Regions from separate parts of the Rattus norvegicus genome. Here region 1 is linked to region 2. Evidence: chromatin contacts called from public Hi-C data. All regions are on one chromosome and are shown on one strand. Each heading gives the region's core, a stretch centred on a gene start, on an enhancer-like site or on the middle of the called end of the contact. The rest is flanking DNA. Distances are from core to core; before and after follow the strand shown. Region 1 holds the start of Dnah6 (dynein, axonemal, heavy chain 6). Region 2 overlaps Kcmf1 (potassium channel modulatory factor 1).

What was found. Hi-C and Micro-C count contacts between places; a contact is called where the count stands out from the background.
Region 1: a Hi-C map of the A7r5 cell line shows a contact between it and region 2, with 5 times the contacts expected there. The contact joins the promoter of Dnah6 here to the enhancer-like site in region 2. A contact is called at or near these places in 3 of 12 Hi-C or Micro-C datasets (the A7r5 cell line, frontal cortex and hepatocytes).

What each region holds. Positions count from the first base shown.
Region 1 is chr4:106,840,923-106,843,631 of GRCr8, forward strand. It overlaps Dnah6 (dynein, axonemal, heavy chain 6), which reads right to left and starts at 1,442. Exons shown (of 77, transcript NM_001419792.1): 1 at 1,357-1,442; 2 at 188-423. The coding sequence starts at 415. LOC120102311 (a long non-coding RNA gene) reads left to right here and starts at 1,549. Exons shown (of 3, transcript XR_010065833.1): 1 at 1,549-2,709.
Region 2 is chr4:106,448,802-106,451,501 of GRCr8, forward strand. The region is part of intron 6 of Kcmf1 (potassium channel modulatory factor 1); the gene reads right to left. Among named protein-coding and RNA genes, the nearest start is that of Tcf7l1, 47 kb to the left of the region's middle. Within about 2 kb of position 1,335, at least 3 of the 93 cell types and tissues checked have an H3K27ac peak or open chromatin away from gene starts, as enhancers often do. A contact at or near this core is called in the A7r5 cell line, where this site is marked.

The DNA of each region.
Region 1 (2,709 bases), core at 192-2,691, 390 kb after region 2:
TTGTGTGAATATGTATATATGTGTTTGTTTGTATGTGTATGTGTATATGTGTGCATGTATATATGTGTTTGTGTGTATGTATGCTTGCATGTATGTTTTTGTGTGTGTGTGTGCATGTATATGAATGTATTGTATGTTTGTGTGTATATGTGTGAGCTGCTTGCTTGGGGTTTCCTTTTTAGCTTACCAGAGGCTCCAGTTTCACAGGCTGCTGTCGCTTTCTGGTCTTCTCCTGAGCTTTCGTGGTGTGCCTAAATACCAGGGTTTGGGGTTCAGGTTCATTTTCTTTGAGAGATGCATAATTCAGAACCCCTTTTGCTCTTATTTTGTTTAGTCTGGTAAGCACAGGATTTTCTTCTTCCTGGTTTTCCATGCTTTTCAGGTCGATTTCATTCTCTGTGCCTTGGAAAGCCATCCTTATTCCTACACAAATGGGATAAAGAAACGAAAAAAAAAAAAAAGGATGTCAGGTTGGATAAAGTAACTGGGGAGAGACATAGGGAGCGGAGAAAGCAGTAAGGACTAGGGAGAACTGAATTCACATGCTTCCCCTCAAAGAAAACCAGTCAAAGCTCTTGCTCAACAGAATGCTTGAACTGTAGGGATAGCAATTGAGACATTTACCTGGCTTGAAGAAGCCCTGGTCTGGGGCCTGCAGTGGCTTGGATTTGGAAAGATGAAGAGAAGGGTGTTGGATACTACCTTTCTCAGATCTGAGTACGCATAACATTTCCAAGGAATTTGTCTTTTTTTTTTTTTTAAATGCAGGTAAGGGGTCTGGGAAGATGGCTCCATCTGTAAACTGCTTGCTACACAAGTGTCTTAGTGTTTCTATTGCTATGATAAAACACTGACTAAATGCAACTTGGCGGGGGAAAGGGTTTGTTTCGTCTTACAGATTGTAGTCTATCTTGAAGGGAAGTCAGAGCAGGGACTGAAAGCAGGAATTGAAGCAAAGGCCATTAAGGAACATTGCCTACATTTTAATCTAGCTAAGTGTCAATAGGAATCAAAAGCCTTTTATGCAATTTTAACTTCTCAAGTAAGCCTATTAGAAACAAGAGGTCTTGATTTTAATAATGTGCTTTACCTAACTATCATTTCAATACATAATGGTGCTGTGTAAGGCAGGGTTAGATCTTATTTTATACCTGGCGTTTACTGAACAGGACAGGTCTAGATTTGAATAGTCAGTATGAGGTCTTGGGCAAGCCTAGTATCTCTAGTTCTCGCCTTCCTGTCCCTCATGATAGTAAGCTATCACTCACTGAATCCATCCTTTCTGAGGCTTTCCATGCCTGGGGAAGCGATGCTGAGTGTCTGGCTCTCCCCAAGGCTCAGTTCCACTGGACTCACCAAGCGGTTCAACAGCAGCGTTCCTGAAGGGTCTCCAGAGCCCCAGCAATACCTGGTCTGGGAAAAGAAAGCCTAGTCCCAAGAGAAAATGTTTTCCGTTGCTTAGCAACCACTGGGCCACCAAGGACGCTTACTGTGCCCGAGGAGGAGCCGGCTGGTCACTGCTAGCCAGTCTCGCGGAGCTGCCCTCGCTCTCTCCCCAGCCTGGAGCGCGCCAAGTAATTGAGCCAATCGGTGTTACCAGAGCGTTTGACGTCATTAGTTGTCAAGGAGCAGGCGCGACCCGGAGGATTCCTCCTCTGGAATGGAAATCTCAGGCAGCTAGGACAGAAGGCTTAGGAGGTGCGGTCGTTTTATGTTTTCCTTTGTTTCTGGACGGTCCATGATCTGCAACCCAACCTTCTGCAGGAATCTGTTGTCTTTCAAGATGCTTGAGTCTGGCTTGACGTTCGCCCACATCTTAAAATCTGGAGGTGAAAGATTCAAGAGCCTCAGAAGGTTGGGTGGACCCTGTCAGGTACCTTGGGGAACTGCTTCAAGGATTGGCAGAAGCTGTTTTTCAACCCCCAAAATGTTTTTACCTACAAAATGTCGTGATCACCGCTGAAACTACTTTCTTTTTCTCCTCCCTCTTTTACCATGCTCATACCTTAGATGTCCACCCCCTAACAGAAGCCGAGAAAACAGCGTTTAGTATGCTCCTTTGACCCTTCTCTCTTCAAGTAGATTATATGGAGCTGGAGTATAGATTACAGATCACTCAGTCTACCTCTCCTCACACACCACCTGAGTATCGAGCTGACATTCTGTCTCTTGCTATATGGAATTTTCAGGGAACATATTACAATTTTCATAAAACATTTTATTTTGTGCACGCATGTGTGCATGGTGTGTGTGTGTGTGTGTGTGTGTGTGTGTGTGTGTGTGTGTTTCAGTTCCCTCCTTCCATTATGTGGATGCCGGGGCTGAAAGTCAGGTCACCAGGCTTGGCAGCTGCCTTTAACTGCTGAGTGATCTGACTGGCCCTAGGGACTGTTTTTAAAAAACAAAATATATATATATATATATGCATGCATGCAATTTGGCTTTTTAGAAGCTCTTAAATTTAACATGACACATTTTATGAGTACACACTAATTTAGCAGCAAAGGTCTTATTAAATGACGAAGGTCAGATGTTAGGAGAAAGATAAACAGGAAAGACCCATTATGCATTCTAAGGCGTCCAAGCAACACGGAGGATAGAATTAGAAAGGCAGCCCTGGGGGTTGGGGATTTAGCTCAGTGGTAGAGCGCTTGCCTAGCAAGCGCAAGGCCCTGGGTTCGGTCCCCAGCTCCGAAAAAAAAAAAAAAA
Region 2 (2,700 bases), core at 85-2,584:
AGACCGTCTAGACTAGCTTTGGAGAAAACCCTGGTGGAAATTCCTCTGAAAAAACCAAAACACAAAACAAAGCAAGCAAGAGACTGCTGATGGATGGATGCTTGGGAAGAAGAATTCCCCAAGCAGGATTTCCGTGCCGGCGGTCAGTCACGGTGGTCCTGCTCGTGGCTCACTCCAGCGCTAAGAGTGCGGCTCCAGCACTGAGTCCTAAGCACTGAGGACTTTTCACTTTCCATTTTACTCTCTGAAATAAAGCTATGCACAAAAACTCAAGGAAGCACATGCCAGGCCATTTTCTTTTATTCTTCCCCACTTTTTTGGCCAGGGTCTTGTTGGGTGGCCTGCAATTTGATATGTAGATCAGGAAACCTGACCTAGAACTCTTAGCGATCCATCCGTCTACCTCTGACTTTCCAGCATCGCCATGCCTAGCTTGCTTTCTTGTTTTAAATGTGTGTGTGCCACAGTAATGTATACAGTCGTTCAAGTTTGTGGGGCTGTTTCTTTTCTTCCTCCTTCATGTGGGTCCTGGGGGTTGACATCAGACTGCTGGGTTGATTATGTCACCTCATCAGCTCACCAAGTTCCCAGAGGATGGCAATGAAGCCAAGGTTCGTCCCTAGGGAACATGGACGGATGTTAAAAGTTGAAAACTGAGCCAGGTGTGGTGGTGTGAGCATGCCTTTAAGCCCAGAACCCGGAAGCCAGGAGGTCGACTCACTGCTGGTCATTACTTACTATTATTCTATTGTTACCAACGTGCTAAAATGGCTCAGGTCTTTCCACTAAAGAACAAACCCCAAACTACGGGAGCTTGTGCTCAGCGTCAGCACTGATTTTATTTCTCTATTTGTAGTGGTGAGAAAAGCAAGCAGCTGCAGCACTGGGTCAGGAAAGTGCAGGGGCACTCTTCCCAAGAACACGGGCAAGCTTAACACAGACCTCCGGGCAGCTCACTCACTGCCCCCTGCGCCTGCTGTCTGGCTAGGGCACCCCAGAGCGCAGGCGAAACACGGGCTGTGACTAACAACAGGCTTGACTCTGTTCTGCGCGCATCATTCTGGCCCCAGCAGCTGGGGTTTGCCGTTTTAAAGGAAGAGGAAACTCAGGCAGAGCTCAGCTAACTTGCTCAAAGTCTCAGTTAAGAACCACCATAGTGATGAGCTCTGCGGCCTTGATAAGGTAAGAGCTAACTACAGAACTCAAAGGGGGCCAAAGCATGTGGGCAGTTAGTTCATCAAACGCCACTATGGCTGCACTGAGATGGCCTGTCCCACCCATGGTTAAGAGCATTTTAAGAACGTGTCATGAGAACACTAAGTGACTGGAGGCTGAGTCATAGGTACATATTCCCAACAATCACGAAGTTCTCAGCTCTGGAAAAGGCCTTTGGTCAATGCTGGGAGAGGGACCTAGAAGTCAACTCAGATACAGGGTGGATAGAAGACTAATCACCGTGTCAGATGAACGTGTCAGAGACACTCAAGAAGGGGTCTTCGCTCCTGGGAGGCACTAGAATTCAATACTGCTCTAACTTTAAGGGAACTAGCTAAGAGAGTGTCTAATGCTTGAGGGGAAGATGAATGTGGCGCTAGGGCTCAATATTTTGGCAAGTCAGTTTTGGTAGAGACCCAAAGAGAGCTGCTAAGCTAAAGATCTTCAAACTAGCTGTCTATTACCAAAAGACAGAACTCTGACTTAACACTTAACATGTCAACTATCTTTGACCTCCCTGGACATAACTATGTCCTTACAGTCAGCTCCGGGATAAGATGAACACGTCACAAAGAGTACTCCTGCACAGCAGAAAGTGCCCCCTCCCCTCCCCCGCTGACACGGCAGTTGCTTGTTCCAAGTTTATAATGTATGCTAGTATAGTTGAAGTTCCAAGGAGCCCCAAACAAGTAAGCTTGATACCGGTCTTTAACTACTCTGTGACCTAGGATTCTCATCTTCCCACCTCCACGTGGAGAATTACAAGGATTTCAGGCATATTTTACCATGCCCCATTGCTGAAAGCTGAGGCAGGAGGATGAGTTCGAGGCCAGCCTAGTTACATATGAGGCTTTGGAAGGGAAAGGTATGAGAAGAAGGAATGTGGACCACAGGCCATCACGCATCTACTCCACAGCTGCAGGAGACAGCCGTCCTTCCAGGACAGCGTGCGTGCGATCACGGACAGCACCAAGAGATAGCACATACTATGCGCTGGTAATTTTTAAAAAATCTTTTTTTACATACACAGGAAATGAAATATCATATTAACTTTACCAAGTAGTTTGGGATTTAAAAAGATATACAACACAAACAAAAATATACAGTAATGTCTTTTCGACTTTTTAAAAAATTACATGTACGTAGTTACATGCACACGAGTACAGGTGTCTATGGTGGCCATATGAGAAAACTGGGTACCACGGAACTGGATTCACGGGCACTTTTAAGTCTCCTGATAAAGTTGCTGGAAATCACACTCTGGTTCTCTGCAAGATCAGCAGATGTTCTTAACCACTGAACCATCTCTCCAGCTCCTTGACAACTCCCTTTGTAGACCAGGCTGGCCTTAAACTCAGAGATCTACTTGCTTTTGCCTCCTGAGTACTGGGATTAAAGGTGTGGGCCACCATGCCAGCTCTTTTTGACCTTTTCCTGATGCACAATCTTGCAGTACATGCCATAGGGTGGCCCTGAACTCTGGCT